2 separate regions of the Sus scrofa genome follow, and region 2 is linked to region 1. A link is a contact called in public Hi-C data. All regions are on one chromosome and are shown on one strand. Each heading gives the region's core, a stretch centred on a gene start, on an enhancer-like site or on the middle of the called end of the contact. The rest is flanking DNA. Distances are from core to core; before and after follow the strand shown.

The links. A called contact is a pair of places that touch in the nucleus more often than the background predicts.
Region 2: a Hi-C map of alveolar macrophages shows a contact between it and region 1, with 2.3 times the contacts expected there. The contact joins the promoter of IGSF9 here to the enhancer-like site in region 1. A contact is called at or near these places in 1 of 5 promoter capture datasets (liver), 24 of 47 Hi-C or Micro-C datasets (alveolar macrophages, blood, brain and 14 more) and 2 of 2 datasets of contacts at active chromatin or transcription factors (alveolar macrophages and skeletal muscle).

The regions. Positions count from the first base shown.
Region 1 is chr4:90,484,516-90,491,688 of Sscrofa11.1, reverse strand. No RefSeq gene overlaps it. Among named protein-coding and RNA genes, the nearest start is that of PIGM, 27 kb to the right of the region's middle. Within about 2 kb of position 4,053, at least 2 of the 83 cell types and tissues checked have an H3K27ac peak or open chromatin away from gene starts, as enhancers often do. A contact at or near this core is called in alveolar macrophages, where this site is marked.
Region 2 is chr4:90,541,929-90,548,728 of Sscrofa11.1, reverse strand. IGSF9 (protein turtle homolog A) reads right to left here and starts at 4,963. Exons shown (of 21, transcript XM_021089579.1): 1 at 4,638-4,963; 2 at 1,860-2,110; 3 at 1,447-1,635. The coding sequence starts at 1,917.

The DNA of each region.
Region 1 (7,173 bases), core at 2,804-5,303:
CAGCAGTACCACCTAGAGCAAGATCTAGTCCAGCCCACTCAGCTCCTAGGGGCGGAGAAGGAGGAGGAGGGTTCGGGAAGCCCCGCCCACCCAGGAAGCCCCACCCACCCTCCCCTCTCCTCAGGGAAGCTGGGAGCTCCAAGCCTGGAACTGCACAGCCTCCAGGCCTCAGGTGCCTGGGAAGCAGAAAGCAGGGAGCTTCTAGTCTAATATCTCAGCTTATCATTTTCTACTTGTCATCTCCTCCTAACAGGCTTCCCTGCCTCCAGGGGCCGTCTCCTCACCTCTCCAGGACTCAGTGTTTGTATAATTCAAATCTGATTGTGTCTCTCCCTTGGGGAATCTTGGGTAACTCCCCCACCTGTTAGCAGGTGGGCACAACCCGAAGCCCCGCCTCTCTCCATGCTTATTTTTCCTCAATCTCCACCCTCTCCCCTAAGCTCAACCTCTCCAAACCCCTGGCAGGCCCCAGCACTTGGTTTTATGGCACCAGGGCCTCACAGGCCCTTCCCTGCCTCCTCACTCGACTGTCTCCTGCTCTGTGTGCCCTTCAAGTGTCACCTTCCCTGTGCACCTGCCTTGCTCTGCCCTGCACACCCTGCACAGTTACCACCGGCACGCTGGGCAGACTTCGAGCCCAGCATTTGTCAGTGTGCTAATGGTCTATTTGCTTTTTTCCCCCACCTTTGAGCTGCTTGAAGGCAGGGACCATATATTACTCATCTGTGTACCCAAGCCTGGCTCCATAAAGGCTGAAAGACAAAACCATAAATGAACATAGGAATGAACGTGGTAATGACACTTCCTCTGCCTCCCACCAGAGCCAGTCTATGAAGGGTCCACGGAGAGGACAGAGGGTGAGTGACCCCAGGGGTCAAATAACCATCACCTAATCCTGGGATCCCGATGTGATGAACGGAGCCTGTTCGTTCTCCACACCTCATGAGGCTCACAGTGTTTCCTGGGATGGGAGGGGCTTCAGGGCCTGCCCATGCCGCTTGGTGGGCAGAATCTCCACTGCCTTCCCCACCCTGCAGCCCAGCAAGCCTCCCCTCCCCTCTCCCACCTCCACCCCTGCCCCACTCCCCTCCTTCCTGGAGGAAGACCCTGAAAGGCTCCAGCTTCAAATTGGCCCCGCAGAGGGTATAGGCGCTGTCCCCAGGAGGCCAGGCAATAATAGGGCCTTGGGGTGGGGGTGGAGGTGAGACCACAGCATCACTGTCTGGAGAGAGATCAGATGTCAGACTTTCCCCTCCTGCCTGATGCAAGAGTTCCTTTGAGTTAACGGGAGAGGGGGATAGGGGGAGAGGGGTTTCTGTGTCCCCTGAGGTCCAGGTAGAAACACCTGCTTGGGAACCCCTGAGCTCCTCCAACAGTAATTTCCCAGGGAGGAAAGTTGATCCAAGCAACTAGTTTGCCTGAAACACGGTTCTCCTCGCCCCCCATCACCTCCCCCCGAGAGGAAACATCCAGCTCCCCACCCTGTCCACCAGTGCAGGTGTGCCATGTTATTTAGATGGCAAGACATTTTGGAGGCAGAGCAAGGGAGTAAAATATCCATTTAGGAAGAGCTGGGAGGCAGGTCAGAGGCTAGCAGCTCGTGGCTGTGAGGTCAGGTCTTGGCCCCACTAGCTTTGTCGTTTAAAATAATACATAGATGCCCACATCACCTCCTTTATAGCCAGTCTGCTCCCAGATGGGCTATGACTTCTTCACCCAACGTCACTTTGGGCCCCAGGACAGCATTTGCCTTCAGGACAGGGAGTCTCTTCTCCCTCTTCCCCAGCAGTAAATTTAGGACTTGGAATTTTCAAGTATAGCTCAAGGTTGCCTTATGACTTTTATATTTTTTTGCTTTTTTGACTGCACCTGTGGCATATGGAAGATCCCAGGCTAGGGGTTGAATCAGAGCAGCAGCTGCCAGCCTGCAGCACACAGGATCCGAGCTGCATCTGTGACTTAAGCTGGATCCTTAACCCACTGAGCGAGGCCAGAGATAGAACCGGCGTCCTCATGGATACTAGCCTGATTGGTATCCGCTGCGCCACAACAGAAACTTCTGCATTACAACTTTCATGGGCCCTAGGCAATTGGCCTTCGTCAGCCTTTTCCTCCATAAAAAAATTTTAATTAAATTTCACCACCGTTAGTATAAAAACAAATGTAATCTAGACTGGATTCGTTATTATATATTCATTGTTGTATTTATTTTATACTTTGATTTCAAAAGAAATTTTTTTTCCTTTTTTTTGTCTTTTTGCCTTTTCTAGGGCTGCTCCCTCAGCATACGGAAGTTCCCAGGCTAGGGGTCTAATCGGAGCTGTAGCCACCATCCTACGCCAGAGCCACAGCAACGCGGTATCCGAGCTGCGTCTTCGACCTACACCACAGCTCATGGCAACACAGGATCCTTAACCCACTGAGCAAGGCTAGGAATCAAACCCCTAGCCTCGTGGCTCCTAGTCGGATTCGTTAACCACTGTGCCACGATGGGAACTCCTCAAAAGAAATTAAATCGAAAACATTTTCATGAGCCCCCCCCCCCCCAATATCATGGCCCCTAGACACTGATTCCCCAGCTTTGTGGGCAAGTCGCGCCTCCCACGACTGAAGCCTGCACCGCACAGGTGCGCAAACCGGCCTCTTCACCTGGGCGCCGACAGCAGCGCCCTCTGTTGGCAGCAACTGCTGCAGCGATCCCAGCAGACAACTGGGAAGCCCAAGTTGCCTTTTTTATCTTTTATTTTTTTTAAGGGACCAGTGACCATGATTCAAATGGCCTCTCTGCTTCAACCTGAGCACCACGGGGAATCTTCAAAGCAGTCATGAGTCTAATCAAACCAGTCCTTGAACTGTTGGTTCCTTGATCCAGAGGGTTCTCTGCCTCTAGGCATTGGAGCACATGGAGTGGCAATGGGATTCTATCATAATAAAATTGCATTTCCTTAAAAATAGCTACTTGAAATCTTAGGAATTCTGAAAAACAGAAGTTAAGTGTTGTATAAGGTGGATTTCCATAGCAAAGTGTAACACAATTTGCATTACGCATGAGGATAGAGCCACAACTTTTCGAATTAATAATTATCGAAGCTGGACTGGAGGCATGGCTCACAACATAACTACTCGGCGTTGCTTCTACAGTGGCTCGACCCCTGGCACAGGAACTTCCATATGCTGTGGGTGTGGCCGCTTGATTTTTTGTTAGTTTTTTTTTGTTTTGTTTTAAATAATAATTATCAAAGCAACCAATACCATAAGGCCATGGATCCATGAATTCCCATTTCACTAAAGCCTCCACTTGGCAGCCTATATAGCTATTCACTGAATATGAATGTTCCCAACCAAAATACTGCCAAAGCAATTAAATCAAAGCATTAAATCTGTGGCTGAAAACTTACGGGAAAGCATTTATATTTATTTATCAGATGATGTGTTCCTGCATTGACAGCATCATTAGTTAAGCACATCGTTTGTTGAAACCTGTTCTGGATTACTTTTGAAAGCAGAACAAATAAAATAAAAATAAATTTGAAAATAAACTGAACTATTTGGCATGTTCAATCATTAGGTGAAGAATTGTTTTGTAGTTTATCAGTTTTGTAAATTCACATGGTGACATATCAAGTTTCCCCAAGCAGGGAGGGATACACCTGTAAAAGATTAGAACCCACAGGTCTTGTTTTACATAAATAATTGTATTGTGTTATGACATTGTGAAACAATCAGAGAACTCCTTAGCCTCTTCCGACCTAGTTCCCACATTTTTAAAACAAAAACTTGGGCTTGTCTGTAGTTCTCAAATGATTTTAGCTATGAAAACACTTTTCATCAGGTGAAATAATCATAGCTAACAATGACAGTTAATCTTTGTGTTTTCACATTTCATCTTCACGGCAGCATATGATCAGTGTTGTTATACCGCAGTTGAAGAAACTGAGGGCAGAAGAAGTTAAGTAACATGCTCTAGATCACACAGCTAACCACAGAGCCAGAATTCAACCCCAGTCATGTCAACTTCAAGCCTCGTGCACTTTAATCATTTGAAACCCTCCCTGTGAAGCAAAGAGGAGGACTTTGCTGATTGAAGAGAAAGTGGGGGTTCCCCAGATGGGATGAGTTGGATTCTACTTCTCATCCTAGGAGTTCAGTTTAGGAAACGCCTGTTTTTTTCCTTAAAAAAATAAAATAAAAAATAAAAAGGGTTTCAACTAAGAGTTTTGCCCTTTATATCTAGTCAAATAACTTTTTAAAAAAATCATCATGATTAAAACAGATTTTAAAATTATCATAGCTCTCTCTTCGGTCATCCCATCTCATCTCATCCCCAAACCCCCTACCCCCCAACCCCCGCCCCCGAATCACTCCAACTCCCTGCGGCCTCCTTCAACCCTCCAACTCCCGGCGGCCTCCATCAAAAGATTCCCAGCAGTCTGCTGACCCGGAATTAAGAAAATCAAGTAAAATTCAGCTGAAGACCATATGCACAATAAAATGGCATATAGTGACATCTACTGGTACATTTTGGCATTGCAGCCAATTCCTTTTACAGGCAAAAAAGGGAACCGGTGGCTAAACCCTACGAAGTTGCAGGTATAAATTAAATAGGAGAAATTCCTGTCATATGGAAAAAGCAGTGAGGGAGTCCTTGGAATTTTCCAGTACAGTTAAAAGCCTGAATTATGGTTCTGTCTTTTCCATCATTAGCTGTGCAGATTTGGTGATGTCACTTGGTGTCTTCGCCTCAGGACTCTCACGCGGGCTTTATCATTGCGTCTTCAAATCACTAAGGGGCCACGTCAGAGAGGCAGGGCCAAGAGAGGGTGGCTCCTCTCCTCCCCTCTAATTCTGGCACTTTTTATCTCTTCATATGCTAATTTTTAAAAATCTTATTCTATTTTCAAAAAGAATTCCACAGCTCTTTTCAAAAGTTTCTCAAAATTCTCTTTCTACTGTAAAGACCTGGCCAACCTATGTCAGCATTTACTGTGCCTACCACATTTTAAGGTCCTGTACCAACTCTTTAGGAGCTACAGCAAGGGAGTCCCAGCCCCCTTCTCTTGAAGAACTTACAATGTGATCGTGGAATAAAACCAGCACGTCATCTACTCCTCCCTTAACTAAGCATTTTTGTCAAGCCAGCTGGGATGTTTTTTCTCTGTGATCATATCTCTGATTTTATAACACAAGTCAACGGGAGAGAGACTTCTTTTTATAGTCAATCTTGCTGGAAGGCATCTTTGCTATAAAAACGAGTGTTTCAGGAGACTCTTGGGAAGAAGTAGTGATGGAGTTGAGATCCACTGTCATCACTATGTAACAGTGTTCCTTCTCATGGGAAGTGTATTAGATTAAGAGACCTCATGAGCATTATCTGCGATTCTTTTTTTTTTTTTTTTAATCTATCTTTTTTTTCAGTTGTTGTCTTTTTGCTATTTCTTGGGCCACTCCCGTGGCATAGGGAGGTTCCCAGGCTAGGGGTCGAATCGGAGCTGTAGCCACAGGCCTACGCCAGAGCCACAGCAACTCGGGATCGTTAACCCATTGAGCAAGGGCAGGGACCGAACCCGCAACCTCATGGTTCCTAGTCGGATTCGTTAACCACTGCGCCACGACGGGAACTCCTATCTGCGATTCTTGAGCAAAGTACATAAGGTTCTGAGGGGCTCGACCCAGAAAACCGGCTATATATCTGCAACAAGGGAAGACACATAAGAGAGCTTCAAATTTCCCATTAAAAGTTCATCTTCATTTAGAAATCAAGATGTTTGCGTTTTAAACATTTTTATTAAAGAATGGAGAGTTGGAGTTCCCTTACAGCCTAGCAGTTAAGGACTCCGCCATGTCACTGCTGTGGCTCGGGTTGCTGCTGCGGTGTAGGGTCACTCCCTGGCCCGGGAACTTCTGCATAGAGCAGGTGCCGCCAGAAAAGGTGGATATTCAGACTAGCTCCATTGGTTATTCTCAGAGGCCTTGCTGTGGGCCCCCTGCTGCACTCAGCTCCAGTATTATTTAGACAAATGAAGAATCCTACCTTCCGTACAGGCCCAGCAGTGGCACAGGCAGTGCCTGAAAATTGCTTAGCATTGAGTTGCAAAAGGAAAAAGCCATTTAAAAAGAAAGAAATCAAGTTATTTGGGCACATCTCTGTCTCTTAGCATCCTGTACAAATCTAGGTTTGACAAATGTAATCCTCCTTTAGATTAGACAAAGGAGGATCACCTAATCATTCTTGGGTGGGGCCCCCTTGGATGGTGCTAAAGGCAAAGAGATGAGAGTTTCACAACTAACAGGTGTTTTTAAAAAAAGGATTACTGGGGAGTTCCCATTATGGCACAGCAGAAACGAATCCGACTAGGAACCATGAGGTTGCAGGTTCGATCCCTGGCCTTGCTCAGTGGGTTAAGGATCTGGCGTTGCTGTGCACTGTGGTGTAGGTCACAGATGCGACTCAGATCCTGGGTTCCTGTGGCTCTGGCGTAGGCCTGCAGCTGTAGCTCTGATTGGACCCCTAGCCTGGGAACCTCCATATGCCGTAGGTGCAGCCCTAAAAAGCAAAAAAAAAAAAAAAAAAGATTGCTTCACTCCCCTTTTTCCTCTATTCAAGAAAATCCAAGAAGCACTTGATTAGAATAGGTATCTTTTCCAGATCTGGGCTGGAGATGAAGCTTTCTTTTCACATATCTGAGAACTCTAAAATAAGGCCACCTTCTCTACGCTACCCTACCCCTGGCCCTGCAAGGAAGGAAACCCCAGACCACAGCCAAGCCCTGAGGGCACGAAGGAATAAGTCTCAAAGAGAAGTGTTCTCGCCTTTTCATTTTCTTCCCAACAGCAGAGACGATCCACCAAAGACTCCCAGTCATAACTCACTGACATCTTAGACCAGCTGAATAGACAGGTCTGCTCTGATAGATAGATTATGCACCAAGCAAAGAACAAAGACACCCTTCCCACGGTAATGTCATCATCACAATGGGTTTTCATCCCTTCTTGTAATATGTATAATTTATCTTCTCTTGGAAAGGCGCATATAAATTTTAATGCAACTTGCCGAAGAACAATAAACAAAGTCACAGTTGGCAACTCCTGTTTGTTTCCCAGGAGAAGGGGGGAAATCTGAACAGCATGCTGAGTATTAGGGGGACTTCAGGCCCATCCAGGGGAATTTAACTA
Region 2 (6,800 bases), core at 3,714-6,213, 56 kb before region 1:
CAGCCCAACCCCTCCCTACTCAGGCGGGCAGAGGCAGGGAGGGCTCCTGGGCACAGCCGTTGTTTCTCCGCGTGTCCTAATTGGGGCCCCACTTTCAACAGTCCTCCCGGGGCCTGTGTAGACACATACACTCGCACCAGGCTGTTTGCCAACAACTGCCCCCAGTTTGAAAATAAACCCTTCCCTTCTGCGCACCTGCTTGAGCCTCCTCCCCTCTCTGCTCAGCCTGCCCCAGCCGTGAAGGCTTGGCCAATCCTGTGGCTTCTCCCAGGATTCAAACTAAAGAGGGAAAAGGGAAGGGGTCTCCCTCCCCCTCATCCACGTCCTCCCAGGTGGCCTCTCCTGGGTTCCCCTTGAAGAGGAGGCAGCTAGATGCTCTGACCGGCCAGCCAGCCCTAGGCCCTCCCATACACCGCCCTCCAAGACCTGCACTAAACCGCTCAGATTAAGGCTCCATCAGGGGATTAGGAGGAAGTGGAGCCTTTCGAGGCAGCCAGCTGGGGCACAGGAGAAGGCCCCCAGGGAGGCCCATACACTATCTTAAATCCATACCTACAGGAGCCGCCTGAAGTAGGAATACAGCCCAGCCCCACCAGTATGCTGATCTTCAGGGGGGGCCCGGTCCTCCCCAGCCCACCCTGTCTGTGCGCAGGCTTTGCTGTACTCAGAATCAGAAGCAGTGGAGAAGCAGACAGGTCACAGACCCACCCACCCCACTGACCCATCAGCCCATGTCCTAGATACCTAGAACCCCCCAAGCTAGCATTTAAGACAGGAGGAGAGGAGGTGGGCAGAGGAATGAGCAGGAGAAGGCCACGCAGGGAAACTAGGGAGGATCAGGATGGAGTCTAGGAGGTTTCATGATGAGAGTGATTAGAGAATTAGGACGGACACTGGAATAGGGCTACGAGATCTCCTTTGGAGCAGACCATGTGGAATTCCAAACAGACTGGGTGCGTGCGTGCGTGCGTGCGTGCGTGTGTGTGTGTGTAAATGAATGAATCCTTCAATGAATCAACACTGCTTGGGAGCAGAGCAATACTTGTTAAGCACAGCCCAGGTAGTGTTGCTGGAGAGGAGGTTGGGGCAGGGATGAGGGAGTTAAGAAGAGGTCTTTTTTTTGGGGGGGGTCACACCCCCGGTATATGGAAGTTCCCAGACTAGGGGTCTAATCAGAGCTACAACTGCTGGCCTACACCACAGCCACAGCAACTCAAGATCCAAGCCGCATCTGCCACCTACACCACAGCTCACTGCAATGCCGGATCCCTGACCCACTGAGTGAGGCCAGGAATCGAACCCGCATCCCCACGGATACTAGTCAAATACTCAAATACGTTCCACTGCGCTACAACAGGAACTTCAAGAAGAGGCCTTGTTCCCACTCTATTCAGCCCACCCTTGTTGGGGATACCTCCCAACCTCCCACCTGAGGACAAACCTTACCCACGTAATCAGGGTCAATGCGAGGAGAGTAGAGGCCGAACTGGATGAAGATGGGAAGCAGGAAGCCAAAGCGCAGCCACTCGATCACGTGCAGAGGGGGCCGGCCAGCCGGGGGCAGCAGGTCACAGCCCAGCACCGCACTCTCCCCGGCCCGGCCCACCACTGACACCACCTCAGGCTTCCCTCGACCTGCAGGGCAGGACAGGTGGCACGAGGACACAGCAAGGGACCAGAATCAGGGCTGGGAGGGGAGATACCCTCTCTAGCTCTGTGGGGCTCCCCAGGCCTTTGTGAAGTGATGAAGGGGATCCTCGACTTCTGTAGAACGGGTGCTAGCCCTCCCCTCCCCTGAGAACCCCGGGGGGACCACCGCCCACCCCAAGGCCAATAGGGATTTCTGGAGCCCAGCTCACCGTCAGCCCCCTGGCTGATGATGAGGCTGAGGATGGCCAGACTGAGGCACCAAACCATAGCCCAGCTGCCTGCTCGCCTGGCCCCTCCTATCCACAGGGGCCCAGATGGAGGGGCCCAGGGATGTCCACAGCCCAGTGAGCTGAGTCAATCCTTCTGATCAGGTAACAGGTATCTGCTTGCACTCTTCCGGACAGTTAGGGCTTAGCTCACAGAACGCCTGCCGAAGCCGTTCTCAGGAGCACCATCAGATCTAGAGGCAAAATGCAAAGCAACACGCAGAGTGGGCCAATGTTGGAAACCAGAACAAACGCTATGGTTAGAGAAAAGCTGGAGGTGAGCAAAGGAAGAGAAAGGAGAGAGGAGAGCAGATAAGGGGGTGAGGGTGGGGGGAGAGTCCCAGGAGAGTGAGGGCATGCTGGGTGGGGAGACCAGACAGGTGAGGACACGTGGGGAGCAGAGGAGTTGGAAAGATCTCAGAGAAAGCAGAGGAATTATGGGGATACCCAGGTTACTAAGGCTCTTGGAAAGCTGAGCCAGGAGGGAACTGAGGTTCCTATATACCTGGAAAAGGACTTGTCTGGAAAGTATGGGAGACAAAGAGCCCCCATGGCCCAGCCTCCTCCCCCTCCTCTTTGCTTAGTTCTGATGCTAATAACAAGGTAGCAGACAGCAAGGTGGAACCAGAATTATTGCCTCCGCCCCACAGTGACAAATAAGGACCCTGAAGATCTCAGACAGCCTTGCTTGGGGGCACAGAGCCCACTGAGGGCAAAGCCTGGATGAAAACCCCCAGAAAGTCTCCCAGGGCTTCTCCCCCCACCCCCGACAAAATCCTTGCCTCATTTCCCCAGCTTCTGTAACCCCTGCAAGCTGGAGACCCTGTACATCTTTCTCCACTCAGCCTCCCAATACTGCTTGAGCTGTGAGTCAGACATTGCAGGAAAGGGGGGGCCCAGGCAGCATCCTCCAGGTCTGGGCAGGTCCCAGGGCTGGCGGCTGGTGCTGCTTCCTCTTCACGATGCTGCCAGGCAGCCCTCCTTCTCTGCCAGACAGCATGACCCAAGTGCCAATTCCAGTACCTCCCACTTACCTCCCCCGCTTCCCGTATCCTCAGGGCCCAAGGTTTGCCAAGCTCTCCCTTCCCCAACCCCCGGGGGCATGGTCCCTGAAAGGCCAAAAAAGCCTTCGAGTCCCTAGGGTGTATAAAGTGAGCCCTGGGGCATGAGAGCCAGAATTCTTGACAGCCCCAGCCCCTGAGCATCTAGGGAAGTGGCAGCAGGCTTGGGGTGTGGATGCTGTCTTGAGCCTGGCAAATCTAAGTGGACTCTGCTCCGTGGGCCTCCACCCCACTCTTGGTGGCCTCACAGTTCGGGACTGGCTATAAAATATCCTTCTGCCTCTACTTAATGGCCCTGTGCACCTAACTCCTGACAACTCCCCACAAACACCCCCCCCTCTTGCTTCTCACTGCCCCCAGCCAGCTCACCCATCCTTCCTGGACAAGTCTTCTGCCAAATGTATAGGAACCCCCAGTTCCCTCCTGGCTCAGTTTTCTGAAAACCTTAGTAACCTAGGTTTGCACAGGATTCCTCTGCTTTTCTAAGATCTTCTGCCCTAACCATGTCCTCATCTGATCCTCTCCCCACCCAGCACTCTCTCATTCTCCTATTCCAGTTATCCTTGATTCTCACAGTCCCCCCGCCTTTCACACCTGGTCTCCAATTGCACTAGGTCCTCTGCTCTTCAAGGAACTCCCCATCTACTCCAGAATCGCCACCCACCCATTTCTCCCATCCTCTCCTCCTTAGAATTTCCCTCCCCAGAATTCTCCTGCCTCAGCCCACAATACACTTCTGATACCCCGCCCCCAATTCCCTTCCCCCTCGCCTTCTCCGGACCCCTGGAACTTCTCCCTGCTTTTGGAACCCACCAAGAATCACCCTCCCCGCTACACACACGCATTACGTCCCGAACTCCTCCTGTTCCCCCGGAGCCTCGACCCACCCACCAAGAATTCCACTTCGCTCCCCAGGACTCCCCTAGTTCTGCTCCCCAAAAGAATTCCACTTCTCGCCACGGGTCCCCCGCTTTCTCCTGACCCTTATAACTCCAGAACTGTTCTCCATCCCCCCGCCGGCACCTCCATTCAATTGCCCCCCAGAACGCCCCCGCCCTCACCTGCTCGGCACCGCTCGGCTCCACTCTTCCAGCTACACAATAGGGGGCGGACCCGCCTCCCCGCCTCGGATGCCCCGAGCGCCTCCCGTCGCCCTGGAGACCGTCAATCCCCCTCCCGCGGCGGCCAATTGGAGCGAGCAGAAGACAAGCTGAGGCGGGCGCGACCCCCGAGCGGCCTGGGAGTTGTAGTTTCGCGAGGGCAGGACTCGGTGGCACGTGGGCTCGGGTTGCCCCCTGGTGGAGCTCGATACCACCGAGCGTGGCAAGACCGGTCGGCAGCTTCCCGCCGCAAGCTTGAGGGGCTCCTAAGCCTGTCAGGGCCCGCGCTCCAGGGGTCGCAGGCGCTGGACCTCAGCTGGCCCCTTGCACACTCCCTTCCCGTGGAAGCCACCGTTGGACCCTCTCCTCTCCGCTAACGGGCTTAACCGCAGATGCGGCATCTAGGGTTGAAATCTGAGCCTGGGGGCAGGAACAGCAAGCGGGGAGCAGGACTCCCCGCCCTCCTCCCAGGGGATCCACCCCGCTCCTCTGGTCTCCTCCCCCATCCCCATCCCCATCCCCACCTTCATACTTTTCTTTTCTGGCCGAACTGGAAATACCTGTCTGCTCTGGCGAGCTCCCAAATCTTGCCCAAGCGCCTCCCACGGAGTGCAGAGGGGAAGGCTGCGCTCCCAGCTCCCAGCCCGAGCTTGCCAAGTCAGCTCCCGCTGCAGCTCCCAGCGCAAATCACCCAGAGAAAGGGGCCGGAGGGGAGAAATGAGAGAGAAAGATCCTGGCACGGGAGACTGAGAGAGGAGGAATGAAATAAATGATCACTTAGTGAACCCCCACCGGGTGCCAGATTTCGAACTACATGCTTTATGACTCTTACGTAACCTGTACAGAAAGACTATGAAGTAGGTGTAGCTCTGCTGAACTAATGAAAAAAACTGAGGCTCCAGGAGGTGAAGTGACCTGCTGGAGACTTCCTGTCTAGGTCAGGGCAGAGCTGGATTCAGCCCCCACAAAGACTCCCTCCATTCCATCCACCCCCTTGGAGTCTTCAACCTCAGGCAAAAGGACTCTTGCATATCTACCCCACAGAGCTCTCCACTTCCTCAGCTTGGTGTCACCTTGGGGACACGGGGTTGTGACACCTTCCCCACTAGGCTTGAGCGGTCTTCAGCCTGTCCAGGTGCTCCCCTGGAAGCCTTCCCTGAAAGCAGCAGGCTGATCTCACCCCAGACTGAACTCCTGCCACTCAAAGGGCGCACCAGGCACCTGATTCCCAATTATGGGAACTCCAGCATCTCACCAGTATCCCTGCCACATTCCCCCTCCCGGTGGTCACCCAGCCCCATCTGACCACATCCTGGACCAGGAAGCACACTGCCCCTTGTAGTAACGCATTCCATCTTCAGGGACTTTGACTGATAGAAGGTTCTTCCCAGTATAAATGTCTGGGTGCTTTTTGCCACAACCTGAGATGAAAATGTTGCGGGGGAGCGGGGTAGGGGAGGCAAGAGCAGTGGCTTGCTCTCTCCCACTACTGCTCCTGTAAAATCTCCCCAGGTGGCAGCCACCAGCATTACTTTACAATGTAGCAGCTTGGTGCTAAAACTCTAATGAAAACATGTTAGTGGACACAGGATGAAAGCCAGGCCAGGCAGACTGCCTCAGAAAGATGGCTAAAGAGTGAGGCTTTTTTTACATCTTGGGCCCTCACCAACCAATGGGAAAGACCTCCCACCGGTGCCATGTTAGTATTGGCTATATCACTGGTTCAAAGGTTTCATTTCTGCTGTCTCTAGTGTTTTCTTCTGAGAGGTAATTCATCTCATTTGGGCATTGAAATAACTGTTTGTAAAGTTGAGGTTTACAATGGTTTCCAGGAGTTCCCATCATGGTGCCACAGAAACAAATCTGACTAGTATCCATGAGGATGCAGTTTCGATCTCTGGCCTCGCTCAGTGGGTTAAGGATCTGGCACTGCCGAGAGCTTCGGCGTAGGTCACAGATGCTGCTCAGATTCCCAGTTGCTGTGGCTGTGGTGTAGGCCGGCAGCTGTAGCTCCAATTCGACCCCTAGCCCGGAAACTTCTATATGCCTCAGGTGAGGCCCTTAAACAAAAAAAAAAGGTTTCCAATTTTAAAAGTTTGATATGGTCATTTTTTTCCCAGGAAATTTATTTTGTGTTTTATTATTATTGTCATTTTGGTCTGATTCAGATGCATCTTGTTGGCTTTTTGGTAAGGAAAGGAACCTAGCTCTAATTGTTCCCCCACCATGCCAGAAGTGAAAGTTAATAAAACTAGTCCCTGAGGCTCAAAACAAAAGATTTTCCTTTGGGTTGTCCTCCATCCATAGTCATTACTGTCTGGGAAAGTTTATTCAACCAGCTGGGATTCTACTTAACCAAAGCATCAGCCAGCTCACCTATATTTAACTTATTGACAAGAAGACCAGACCAGACAATGTTGTCAATTCCAGGGACTTTGCAGACCACATGCTATAAGCACTGGTCCTATCACCTGATCAGAAAAGAGTTTTTTTTTTTTTTTTTTTTTTTGTCTTTTTGTCCTTTTCAGGGCCGAACCCATGGCATATGGAGGTTCCCACGCTAGGGGTCTAATTGGAGCTGTTGCTGCTGGCCTACACCAGAGGCGCAGCAACACCAGATCTGAGCTCCATCTGTGATCTACACCATAGCTCACGGCAACACCAGATTCTTAACCCACTGGGCAAGGCCAGGGATCGAACCTGCAACCTCATGGTTCCTAGTT